2 separate regions of the Zea mays genome follow, and region 1 is linked to region 2. Evidence: chromatin contacts called from public Hi-C data. All regions are on one chromosome and are shown on one strand. The core of a region is the stretch at or near the end of the contact, and the rest is flanking DNA. Distances in the headings are between cores, read along the strand shown.

What was found. Hi-C and Micro-C count contacts between places; a contact is called where the count stands out from the background.
Region 1: a contact with region 2 is called in a Hi-C map of ear, with 2.0 times the contacts expected there. The contact joins the promoter of LOC100384140 here to the promoter of LOC100217299 in region 2. A contact is called at or near these places in 2 of 25 Hi-C or Micro-C datasets (ear and tassel) and 1 of 3 datasets of contacts at active chromatin or transcription factors (leaf).

Annotation. Positions count from the first base shown.
Region 1 is chr5:140,120,926-140,127,316 of Zm-B73-REFERENCE-NAM-5.0, reverse strand. It overlaps LOC100384140 (cell division cycle202), which reads right to left and starts at 2,484. Exons shown (of 7, transcript NM_001176720.2): 1 at 1,999-2,484; 2 at 1,631-1,900; 3 at 664-933; 4 at 1-587. The coding sequence starts at 2,139. It also overlaps the pseudogene LOC109939783.
Region 2 is chr5:139,680,807-139,687,056 of Zm-B73-REFERENCE-NAM-5.0, reverse strand. It overlaps LOC100217299, which reads right to left and starts at 3,953. Exons shown (of 4, transcript NM_001157003.2): 1 at 3,566-3,953; 2 at 2,365-2,444; 3 at 2,222-2,280; 4 at 652-1,314. The coding sequence starts at 3,871. The coding sequence ends at 1,010.

The DNA of each region.
Region 1 (6,391 bases), core at 1,235-3,734, 440 kb before region 2:
GCCATGAAAAGGACACGAGAGGTATGGCCACTGAGTTCAGCCATCTTTACCATTGATGGGTACTTCCACAAGGTTAGTTGGTTCTGTGTGAATCCGTGTGAGCTCAGCAGCTCTCTCTCATTTTTGTTCCATAGAAGGGCACAGACCTGTGATCCAGTGTTAACAGAGTTCAGACATGCTCCAGTGTGTGTGTTCCAGAACTTGATGCATCTATCACTGCCGCCACCACCAGTTGCCAGCAAGTTGCTCTGGAAAGGACACCACGCGAGTGCCTTCACAGCGGACATGTGGTCCTCGAGCCTGTGCAGCCACTGGTTGCGGCCAGCGGTTGACATGGGGGATGCCATCGACACATCCCAAATGTGCAGAAGGTTGTCATTACCCCCACTAGCCAGCTGCTGCCCTGATCCAGACCACTTGAGCCCACACACCTCCTGGCTGTGCCCCTCGTATGTCTGTACAACATGGTTCCTAATTCTCACGTCGTTGTTCACGATCTTGCCATCCATACTGCCAGTGGTGAGGATGTTGTTGTTCCATGCCAGTGAGCCAACTCTTTCCTCATGCACACCTCTGAGAGTTCTCAACTGCAGGCAAAGAACAACCTAAATTCAATGACAATGCGTGCATGCATTTCTGGTTGAAGCAGGAGAGTGCACATACCAGTCGGTTGGAGCTGGTGTCCCAGAGCTGGATATCGGATGAGTTGAGCCCAATAGCGATATGGTGGCCATCTGGAGCCCAGTTGACGCTGGTGATGGGACCACTGTCCTCGTGAATGGTCACAAGCTCAGACGTGGATCCACTGGAGGCATCCCACAGGTATACCGTGTCGCCCAGAGCAATGGATAGCACGTTGTTGCTCCCCCAGTCAAGCAGGTTGAGGTAGTAGTCGTCAACAAGCTCTGGTGCGTCCAGAGTCCTCTCTGCAGACTGCATACATTTCAAGCAGCATCAGAAACCACCATCAGAAACCAGAATCAGAAACCACCATCGATCAGGGGCGTCATTGGGCCCCAATATATGAGTTAAAATGTGGCCCAAATCTTGAATAAATCGGAACCGCTACCAAGTTGTATTCCTGATCATACATATGGAAGACAAATCGGCAGGCTTGACCAAAATCTTGACGCTGTACTTAAAAGAGACGGACAATCTGATATTGACACAAATGACCTATTTGTGTAGTAAAATTTTCTCCAAGGTTTTATTTCACAAAAAAATATGGGTTCAATTGAAAACCTAATTTTTAAGCAATGTGATTATTTCTCCAATATAATTGTTGCATATAGAGTTCTGCTAACCGTTTATGTTGTTGTTGCATAAACGGAAGCTTTTGAAGTCCTACTTATGTTCTACAATGACAAAAGAAATAATGTACTGGCTGTAATAGCAATTTAGTCACGAATGCTACAGAAGATTGGCTACGAAAACATCATTGAAGATTTTATTTAAGAATACTAAGAGAATAATGTTTTTTTCAAATAAAGATCAGGTAACCAATACGATACTTAAGCTTCATTTTTGTATACATGCATACATAGTTTTGCTAATTTTGCACAGGTCCCAAAAAATCCTAGGACGCCCCTTGCATCAATCTAGAGGTAGATCTAGAAGAACATCCACATACCTGGGGAATATGTCGACGCTGCTTGACCAGCTTGGCATGGTGAGAGGAAGCTGTGATGGCTGCCGAGACGTTCTCAGACACAGGCGGCTTGTTCCTGAAGGCAAGGATGCGTGTCCGGTTGTTGAGCAACTTCTCGGCGAGCAGCCTCCGGTACGCCTCCTTGGATGGGGACGCTGCCACCGCGTTCTCCTTGTCCCTCCTGGGCTCCGTGAGCAGGTAGTGCGCCATGTCCATATCCATCGCCGACCTGTCCGGGATGAACCTATCGCCCTGCAGCACGGAAATAAGCCGGCTCGGTCAGGCGAATCGTCGAACACCCTACGCGCGCCCGCAAAACATTTCTGACTCTCAGGGAACAGGTGACTCACGTAGCACTTGGCCGACGGGTTGCGCGATCCTGTGCTCAGCGACGGCATGTAGGGCCGAGTGCCGGCCTCCTGAAGAGGGGGCCGCGCCGCTGCCGCCGTGTGGCTCTTCTCTGATGAGATGGAGTAGGTTCCTGCGTCCATGGTTAGAAGCAAAAGAACAAGAAACAAGGAGCAAGAAACAGCAATACTAACCGCAACCGCAGAAGATGCAATGGAACTAAACAGATTAAAGGTAAAATGAAAGTAAAATAAAGATGTAGCTAAATAACCAGATTAATTGAAAGCTGCAAGAAAAAAGAGGTGGGGAACTTGAGGGCTGCTGCGATGAGAAAAATCAGGCGCACGTCTCGCGGTCTCCCCAGGTGCTCGAGATCGGCGCGGGGAGGCAGAGAGGATGCCAGGAAGCAGAAAGGGAGGAGGATCTGCTCGCTTGCGCTGTGGGGCGTTTTAGGGTTTGGCCGCCCCACGAATTTTTATTTGTAGCAGGAGGGAAGCAGGGAGAGGGAAGCAGGGAGAGAAAGCCGTTGTGCTGCGTTGCGGCCTGCGGGTGGCCGCCTGAACGGCTCCGATGCGCCCATGACCAGTGATTACGTGCGATAGAAGATAAGAGCAACTCCAAGAAGGAATCCTAAACTGAGGCCTAATTCTGTTTTAAAGACGAATTTGATATGTTTAGGATCTGAATAAATTGTTGCTTTCCAACAAACAGACCCTAAACCCAGTGTTTAGCAACTAACTCTGATTTTCGCTGTTCCCGCTCACGCGTTACTCTGTTTCCCGCTCGCGTCACGCGCCTAGGTTTCTTCTTATTCCAGACGCCTGCACACACGATACATCCCACGGCGCCGTCAACCTCCCCAGCACAGGGCACCACAGATCTCCTCGCCTTGGACCACCTCCGCGCATCCATATTCTGGTCAGCGGCCCTCTATCTCCCTCCATCCTGTATTCCATTTGCATTGTTTCTGCAAAAGTCAGGTCCTGCAATCTCCTGTGCATTTGTTCCCCACGGAAGAGATAATAAAGTGCCAAAGATTCTTTGATTATGTTGCTTCTAATCAAACCATTGACGTTGTAGCCCATATGTTCTTGCCAGTATTGTTCCATGAGTTGTATCTTGTATGAATAATTTATTCAGAACCTGTTGTACAATTGCAAGTAGTATGTAGCATGTTGATCAACTTCATTTTGCAGTGTATATCGTCATATGTTGTGATATGTGACAGCTTATATTTAGTAAATGGGTAACTGAAATAATTTTATATTCTGCCATATGTCCACTGCAGAAAGATGTCTGCAACTACGATATCTATGATCCACCGCGAAGATGAACAATCATACAATGAACTTGACCACTTCATGCTTTTCTTGATGGGTGCATATCGAAAGAGGAAGCAAAAGCAGCGAAAAAGACATCGAGGTTCAGTTTTTGGACACAAGGTTTACAATCGAAGTAGAGATGAACACGGTATGAAATTGTACCGTGACTACTTTTGTGAGAACCCAACATATCCTGAGAAGATGTTTCGGCGCCGTTTTCGTATGAGTTCATCTCTTTTCAAACGGATAGCTAAAGCCGTTGAACAACATGATAACTATTTTGTTCAGAAAAGAAATGGTGCTGGTCTTCTTGGATTTTCCTGTGTACAGAAGGTCACTGCAGCTTATAGACAGTTAGCTTATGGTGTTCCAGCTGATTATGTTGATGAGTATTTGCGGATTGGTGAAAGCACTGCTATTGAGAGCCTACGGAAATTTATGAGAGCAATTTGCGAGGTGTTTGGCGAAGAATACCTTAGAGCTCCAAATGAAGATGATACAACTAGATTGCTTAAAATTGGTGAATGTCGTGGATTTCCTGGCATGCTTGGCAGTATTGATTGTATGCACTGGAAGTGGAAAAATTGTCCTACTGCTCATCATGGTATGTATTGTGGTCATGTGAAAGAACCATCCATCATACTAGAGGCAGTTGTGTCTACGGATTTATGGATATGGCATGCCTTCTTTGGCCTACCAGGATCGCACAACGATATTAATGTCTTGCGCAGATCTCCTCTCTTTGACAGACTTATGGAAGGTCAAGCGCCATCTGTTCAGTATATGGTTAACGGGCATAATTATGAAATGGGTTACTATCTAGCTGATGGGATTTATCCAACTTGGGCATCATTTGTGAAAACAATAAAGGCACCGGCAAATTTAATGGATAAAAATTTTGCTGCTGCTCAAGAATCTTAGAGAAAAGATGTTGAGCGTGCATTTGGTGTGTTGCAGGCTCGTTTTGCAATCGTTCGAAATCCGGCGCGATTTTGGGATGAAAAAACACTCCGAGACATTATGTTGGCTTGCATAATAATGCACAATATGATAATTGAAGATGAACGAGACGCTGACGGTCTTGATGTGCCTTATGATAAGAGTAATGTAGAGACTGAAGGTGTGGTGTCGCGTGTAGGGACTTGTAATTTTTCGCCATTTGTTGGACGTCAAGAAATTCAAGATTCTCACATGCATCGTCAACTTCAGCAAGATCTAGTTCAACACCGATGGGAGTGGCGCGGGCACCGAAATGAGCAACATTAGTTTAGGCAGACAATACTATTTGATGAATAAATCATTAGTAAAACAGTATTGTTATTTTTCCCTTTCTCAACATGTCTGTAATTTTTTAGTTCAATACAGTTGTTTACATGGTCAACATTTCTTGTTGTAAGTTTGTTGCTCAATCCTAAGGAGAGTGCATTATTCAGATGTTTCAGATCTTCAAAAATAGAGAAACAATACTCACATGGTTTTGGCTGCAGGAAGGCAGCAGAGACAAGTGCTGTCAACAATCCAGTAACTAAATCGTAAACTGAATCATGCTGCCATTACACAAACAGGAGCCTCAGATCTTTGGTGCTGATCGTGACTATGTAAAGTTTGAAAATACATGTTTCATACAGTTTAAACATATCATCTGTATAGACCTTTGTACTACTGATCTGCTCAAATAATACTCATTAAGCAGTACTGAACTTGAAGGCAGCAGCCTGAACGACAGAAGAAAACTGTTGCAATATGAAGCTAGAACAATGGTACTAAAGGTTTTTATTTGACTGAATAATGATCCTGAACTAAAGGTTTTTATTTGACTGAATAATGAAGCCTGAACGACAGCAGCCTGAACTAAAGGTTTTTATTTGACTGAATAATGATCCTGAAACCCAAGTCAGGTACTGTTGCCTAACTACTCCCGAAACGCCGAGCCAAAATCTCTTGTTTCATCATCTTGAAGTATAGTTTAGAGTCATCGTCCATTGTGCTTGTGTCTGTTAGCATAATTTCTTTGTCCTACCGATTTTGCTCCAATTGAACCTTGGTCATCTCAAGCTCATAGAACTTATCATCACGGGCCTTCCGGTCTTTCTCTGATTCTTCCCTTGCTTCCCTCATCTTTTTAACTTCTTAAAAGAAAAAATCGCCATCAGCATCGCAGCCATCGTGCTTTCTCGCTCGTGCTTTTTCCTTCTCTGCTTTCCTCCCTAGTGGTCTGTCAGCATTGACAGGACCATTACTGTTTGCCTCATGGAGGTCTTTCAGCTTTGAATCTCTGAAAGTCCACTTTGGCTCATGCCTAAGAATAATCCACGCATGGAAGACAGAAAATGCCTTCCCTTGATGGTCTTCTCGAAATTTCGCTTTCGCTTCAGCAAGCTACAAAATGACAAGGATAAATCATGTGAGCAAATGCTGTTATGTGAAGAAATTGTTGTATAAACATATGTAAATTTCACCTTGTCATCACTAGTTTTTCCACTTTCATTTTTTCTTTCTATGGCGTCATAGTATTGTTGAAAAATGTTCACTTCCTTCTGAATTATACCCCAACGATGCTTCAAAGACGACCAATTACGATCTGACTCAAATGTCCTATTCTTGTGAAAGTATTTCCATACTCTTTCCCAAAATGTGCCATCTTTTTTATCTCTTCCAGTAATAGGATCTTTACTCACATTAAGATACGCTGAAACTAATAGTGTGTCCTCCTCTTCACTGAAATTTTTGGATCGGCACCTTTTAGTCACATGTGAGCTCATTTCATGCAGCACCGGTGATTGTACAGCTTCGTTATCAACTAGCACATAATCATTTGAGACAAAATCATCTGCAACATCCTGGCTTAGTAGTGACGTGTAGTAACCACCATGGGAATTCAGTGTGCTGCAAGAATAAAATAGTTACTACAACCTAAAAGTATTATTGACACAAACACCAGCAAAGCATTTAACAATACATGAACATTAGCAGGTGAACAATACATGAAGGAAATCAATTGAAAGAAGTTCATGGCATTCAAACCTAGAATCGGATGCCATCCAAGAGGGATCAGCGTTGTTGAACAATGAGT
Region 2 (6,250 bases), core at 2,704-5,203:
CTACAAACCAAACAGGCCCTAAGACCATGCCTATTAAGCGTTGAAAGACTGGTTTCAAAATTTTAGACCAGATACAACAAAACTTATATGTCAATGTTTTGCTTAGATCTTAATGTTATTGTATAAAATCATGCATATTAAGTGTTGAATAATTTAGAGCTCCTTTGGAATGTAGAAATTGAAAAATATAGAAATAGGTAAAATGTAGAAACAATATAGGAATGCATGTGTAAAACCGAGGATAGTATAATATAGTAATATTAAGCAGAAAGTTGCTTGGTTGGGGCAAAGGATTGGAAAAAAGTTATAACCGGATGTTTGTTTTCCTACGTTTTTCATAGGAAATCGATGGCAAAGGGTGAAAGGATTATTTCCTTTAAATTATCTAAGGCTCAATCCTACAAACCAAACGATGCACATTGATAATTCCTATGGAAATCAGAATCCTACATTTTTCTTATGAAATTGCATTGATCTTAAGGAGCAACTTACTTTCTTCAAGCAATCGCAGGGCGTCCTTTGAACCTGATGGTTCTAGTCAAATTCCGAAGCACCAAAGGTATCTGCTAACTTCGGCAATAAAACTAGGTGATTCTAGCACTAGCCCACGATGACCTTTTGTTTGATCTGCCATCGGTTAGCCACAAGTCTACAAACAAATTGGTTTATGGTTTCCACAAAAATATTCAGGGGAAATACATCAAGATGGTACAAAATGTCATTATGGACCTAATGGGTACAATGATATAGCAAAAAATATAACTTATGTCTCACATCCCTGAAAATCATCAACTGCTTAAAAAAACAGCAAAATTGTCTATGGTGTAATCAGTGCAACAAAATCCACACGGAATGCTCAATGAGCGAAGGCAGGACGATATCCAGTGGCTCCATCTTACTGCCTCTGATGATGCAAGAAAGCAATCTCCCGTGCTAAATTGAGGATTTGAGGTGACAGAAAATCAATGTTCTCTAGGAATATTTGCTATTGGTTGGGAATTAAACTGGGTCACATGGTTGGCATGTCAAGCACTTTAAGGACGTCCCCGAACTCAAAATCATGAGTCTCTTTGTTGAAGCGCTCCACGAGTCTGTATCTCACATCATTCAGGTAGAACGAGTGAGCAGTCTCTAGAAGAGTCTTTGCCTCTGAATCGGTTAGTTTGCTGGTAAAAACAACATCTCCTCGAATAAGCACAGTGTCCTTGGTCTCAGCAAACTCTGTGTAATGAGTGACTGTGTAGTAAGGACTTGCTTGAGTGCCTCGTGCTTTATAGTCTTCAAGTCCTGTGAATACCATGTATGGCATCTGGACTGGGGCATTGTATAGCAAAAGAAGGAAACAGTAAGTCCAAAAAAGTTCCAAAGCCAACAGTGTGAACTCTAACGAACTCATGGTTAAATAAATTAGGCCAGCTACTACAATGAACTCAAAATAGTAAGTGGTGCCAATGGTTTTCGCGTGTCACAGAAACTTACCACTATATGCTTCTCAAACAGGCCATTTTGTATTAAATTTTTATTTCTTAAGTGGAAATGTTTACATAGTTAATGTCTTTTTACTCCTGTTCAAAAGTGCCACCTCAAAAATTATGAGGGCAGACTAATCCCTTATCGTGATACCCTGAGAATATTAATACCTTGAACATTTAGGTTAAATGGTCAATTCTAGATGCACGAGTCATGCAACTTGTGTTATTTAGTTATAGTGGACCACAGATTTGTGCATTAAATTTGGTGTGAAACATGAAGGATGATGGGTAAAGCATAAAAAAAACTTATCTTAATGCAAGCTAAAAAAACAACAATGCTGATGTCAATGTCATATCAGCATTCAGCTTCCTGGTTCTACACTTTGTATGGCAATTGGCAAGCCAAGGCTATATTTTAAGGGTCCATTTACACAAAGTAACGAAACATGTAACACAACAGTAGGCAGTTCCACAATAAAGGGGAACATTTTAAGAATTAACAAAGGTAGCTACTCGCTCCGTTCCAAATTATAAGACATTTTGGGTTTTCTAGATACATTGATTTTAACTATTTATCTAGACATAATGTATATCTAAATGCATAGCAATTTCTATATCTAGAAAAGCCAAAACATCTTATAATTTGGAATGGAGGGAGTATAATGCTAGTGCTATATTTAGTGGGGGAAATATGAAAACAGAAAAGATTAATAAAAAATATGAATATTTACCAAAGAACTGAGCACTACCTTGCATGAACATAGTAGTGTATCCACTTCCCTTCCACAACGGAATAACAAAGTGACGGCTAAAAGACAAACAAAATTAGATTACAAAATTCACAATCATGGTACTGCAAACTCTGCAACCAGTAAAAGTTGAAGAAACATACCATGAAGCTGATCTTTGTTCCAAGAGATGGTAAAGTTTTGCTTTCATAGATGCACCTATATGACCCCTTCCTAAATGATACTAATATTCAAAAAAAAAAGTCACGAACATAAAACATCAGGACAAGTATAAAAATTTGCATGACTGATGCAGAAGAACGAAAAATAATAATAAACATTATCAATTTCATATTAAACTGAAAATTATTGTTCTTGATCTTTCTTTTGGGGTTAGACAGGACAAATAATAGAGTTGGAATGGAAACTAAAATGTCATCCTTATGAATATAGAAGTTCAAAAAGATCAGAGAATATCCCCCAACACGCACACACAAGTACGGACACATGAAAATCATGTATGCATCTAACAGCACAAAAAGATGGTTACTAAGAATCACCTGTGAGAATTTTGCTGAGTATAACTACAATGCCAGTTCAATCTTCAACAAATAAAGTTTCTCTAATGCAATGTATAATTGAAGCCATAACAAAATGCAATGTTTCTAAAAGTATTGTGCTAATGCTGTTTAACTTTCCAATGAATACTAGCCACTTTCCAAATCCCTTCATTACTTAGTCCAAACAAGCAAAATCAGAGATGTCACTAGAGTGACATGACAGTTGCACAATGCTGTCAAATACAGATATCCTTGGAAGTTGGAACTGAAAACCAAATACGTAGCTAGAATGATGCTGTGGAGATCACATCACAACCGTTGAGATTCTATAGCACACTTTATCCTAATTATAAGTTAAGTTCAACATAACTTTTCGAAACGGCCAATTTTACCACAGCTTCAAAATATCACCACTATTTCTTTTTTTTCCTCTTCAAACGTGGTAAGGGAATAAATCTACTTGCATGCTTCGCCGGCATGTTCTTCCATTAGCAATGTAATAATTGAAGTCTAAACTTCCACTTTATCAAACACCTTCATTTGCAATTGAAAAGGTCTGCGATTAGAATGGACGTTTATATCCTTTCATCTCTTCCCTTCAACAGATCATTCAGATACCCGCAGTCGCGCACACAGAAAATTCGTTACAGGCACGGTGCTTAAAATAAGTATCAAACACGCACGACAGAATATCACATTTTGATGCTTACCTACGACGGCCGTCAGAGGGGATCTCCTCAATTCTTATAACACACAAACCACAAAAAAACCGAATGAAATGACTAATGAGGGGGCGGGGACTGACGTCATCCCATGCGGCGACGAGGTGGTCGGGGGAGAGGCCCTTGGCGCGTTCGATGTCGAGGATGGATCCCAGCGGCTTCGGCTTCAGCGGGGTGAACCCGCTCGCGAACTGGGAGTAACCCCTCCGCGGCGGCCACCTGGTGAGGTCGACCGGCGCCGCGGTTCGCACCGGAGGCTGCAGCGACGGTCGGGTGGTCCAACCGCCATGGGATACTGCCAGGCCGCGGAGGGAGGAGGAGGTGGTGGAGAGGGAGGCGGAGGCGGCGGTGTAGGAGGAGCGCAGAAGTCGTAGCGAAATCCGCTGCATCGCCGGAGCACGGAGGTCGTAGCGGTGAAAAGGATTTTGGGCTGGGCCGGCCCTGTGACTTGAGAAAAGCAAGCGATGTAGGAGTACGTACTGGGATGTTTCGCACCCTCTGTTCCAGCTTTAACGTTCAACTTTAATGTGAAGTTATGTTGTACTAGATGAGTATCCGTGCGTTGAAACGCTAACATATAATAACATAATAATTTATATATAAAATGTGTCTTATATTGTTATAAAAATATTTCATAATCTATTTGTAATCTTAGCCATACATAAATTTTATTATTTTAATTTAGTTCTTTCACTACTCAATTGCAACCATCAGTATCATGCAGACTTTGATATATGTCACGATTTGCATGGTCTCATCATTGAAGAGCACGTGTCACACCTGCTAGTAGAAATTCACTCGTACATTGTCAGTCATCAGGTACGCACCACCATATACGCTTGCTTAAACAAAAAAGCAAGTGTATGTGTTTGCGAAGAGAATTAAAGGCAGGCCGGCACAAAAGATACCTTGACGATGGCGAGTGGTCATTGCTGTCGGTCCTCCTCTGTGTCACCTCTGGTGCCAAGATGACGTCATAGTCTTTGATATATTAGTCGTCGAACGCGCACGACATGGTGAGTATCGATGACTCTTGGCTGGGCTGCCAAACGAAGTGCACCCCGGGCTCATCAGCGAGGTAGTACACCTAGTCGTTGCACCACCGGATGTGCTACTCCTCAACATAAATCTTGTTCGAGGACACTCACACAACGTCAGCAACGACCGTCGTCCCAGCGCACAAGAATTCATGGCCGGTCAGTAGTGACTTACGTGGGAGGTTGAGCTTCAGGTGGATGATGAGCTGGACGGTGTGACGACGCCGTTGTCGGATGCGGTGCCCAGAACAACTCGAGAGTCGCCGGCGTTGGCGACGACCATGAGGTCCCCTTATTTGAAGATGGACAGCGCGGTGCAGCCGCTCTGGAACGCATCCAAGCGGCGGCTGTGCCGGAGGGATTTGCGGGGAGGGGGTAATGGGAATGACAGAACACGGAATGGCAGCCGGGAATGGGAATGAGATTTACGAGGAGGGGGAATAGGAATGGCAGAACACGGAATGACAGCCTACCCCTTACCGCCTTAATAAGTAGTAGAGATAATATAAATTTAAATAGTTTTAAAAAAATATTTATAACCTAAATAAAAAATAAAATGACTTATCTAAATGTATCCTAAAAGTTGCAACTTTATCTTCATAATTTTTTGAACCTCTTATTGATATCCTTCATCAACTTTATTAAATTTTATGAAACTAAAACAGTAATAAACAGGAACTAAGTTATTTATCTTGCACCGAGTTTTATCCATATTGATACTAATAGATTGCATACATGTTATCATTTTATTTACAAATTTTAGGAGAGCTTCGTTCCCTCATTCTTCAACACTGCTATTAGATTATATTGGATTCGGGTTGTTGGTGATGAGCACCACTTTTGGCAGGACGAACCGTCTATCCCTGAGGTCGGACGATCCACGGTCCAGACTATTCGCGGTGGCGGCATGGACGGGTTCGCGTGTGCGCAGAATTAGTTATGGTTCCTCATTTCTTGCGAGATTTGTTAGCGGTCTCTACATGATTAGCTTGGGAACCGACTTGTATCAGATCCTGACCTCCCCCTTATATAGATGAAGGGGTATGGTCCATTGAACCCCCACAATTGATCCAATCAATTCTATTTATCGTTTTACCTTATGCATTAGAAATAGCCCTAGTTCAGCCTTCATCTACCTCGAACCTTCACATTTCTTCGGCTCTACGTTAACTAGAGGCATCTTGGGTGGACTGCCGACCCCAAGACACACCCTAGGATATCTCCTCCCCCGACAGGGTCCCTCCCGAAAGGCAAGATCTAGGTCTAATGTGAAGAAGACGAACTTCTGCGCCATCGTGTACCGACCGCTCCCCAGGCGCGGACCATCCGGACGTACGCAGAGAAGGAGTCGCTCCTGCCCCAGGTCGCGGACCGTCTGCACCCTCCGCAGAGAGCACCGCTAGGCAGTTCTTCTCCAGTGTTTTGCGCCCAGATCAGCACCAACATACTTTTTGACGACTCCGTTGGGGACTAGGTGTTTAGATCTACTAAAATCAGACCCTGAAATGACCGGTTCTAAAGATCACACTGATATCTCCCTAGACAATATCCTTAGGCTAGCTGTTGAAAGCATGTCGCCTGATGATCAAAAGCAATACAAAGACTTCATGTGTTAAGCGAAGGAAAATTTCTTGTCACAATTTATGGTGGATCATCACTAGAAGGTTGTCAAATATGGAGAGATCAAGGTCGCATCTCTTCTACCTTCCCTTCTAATATCTAATGTAAGTA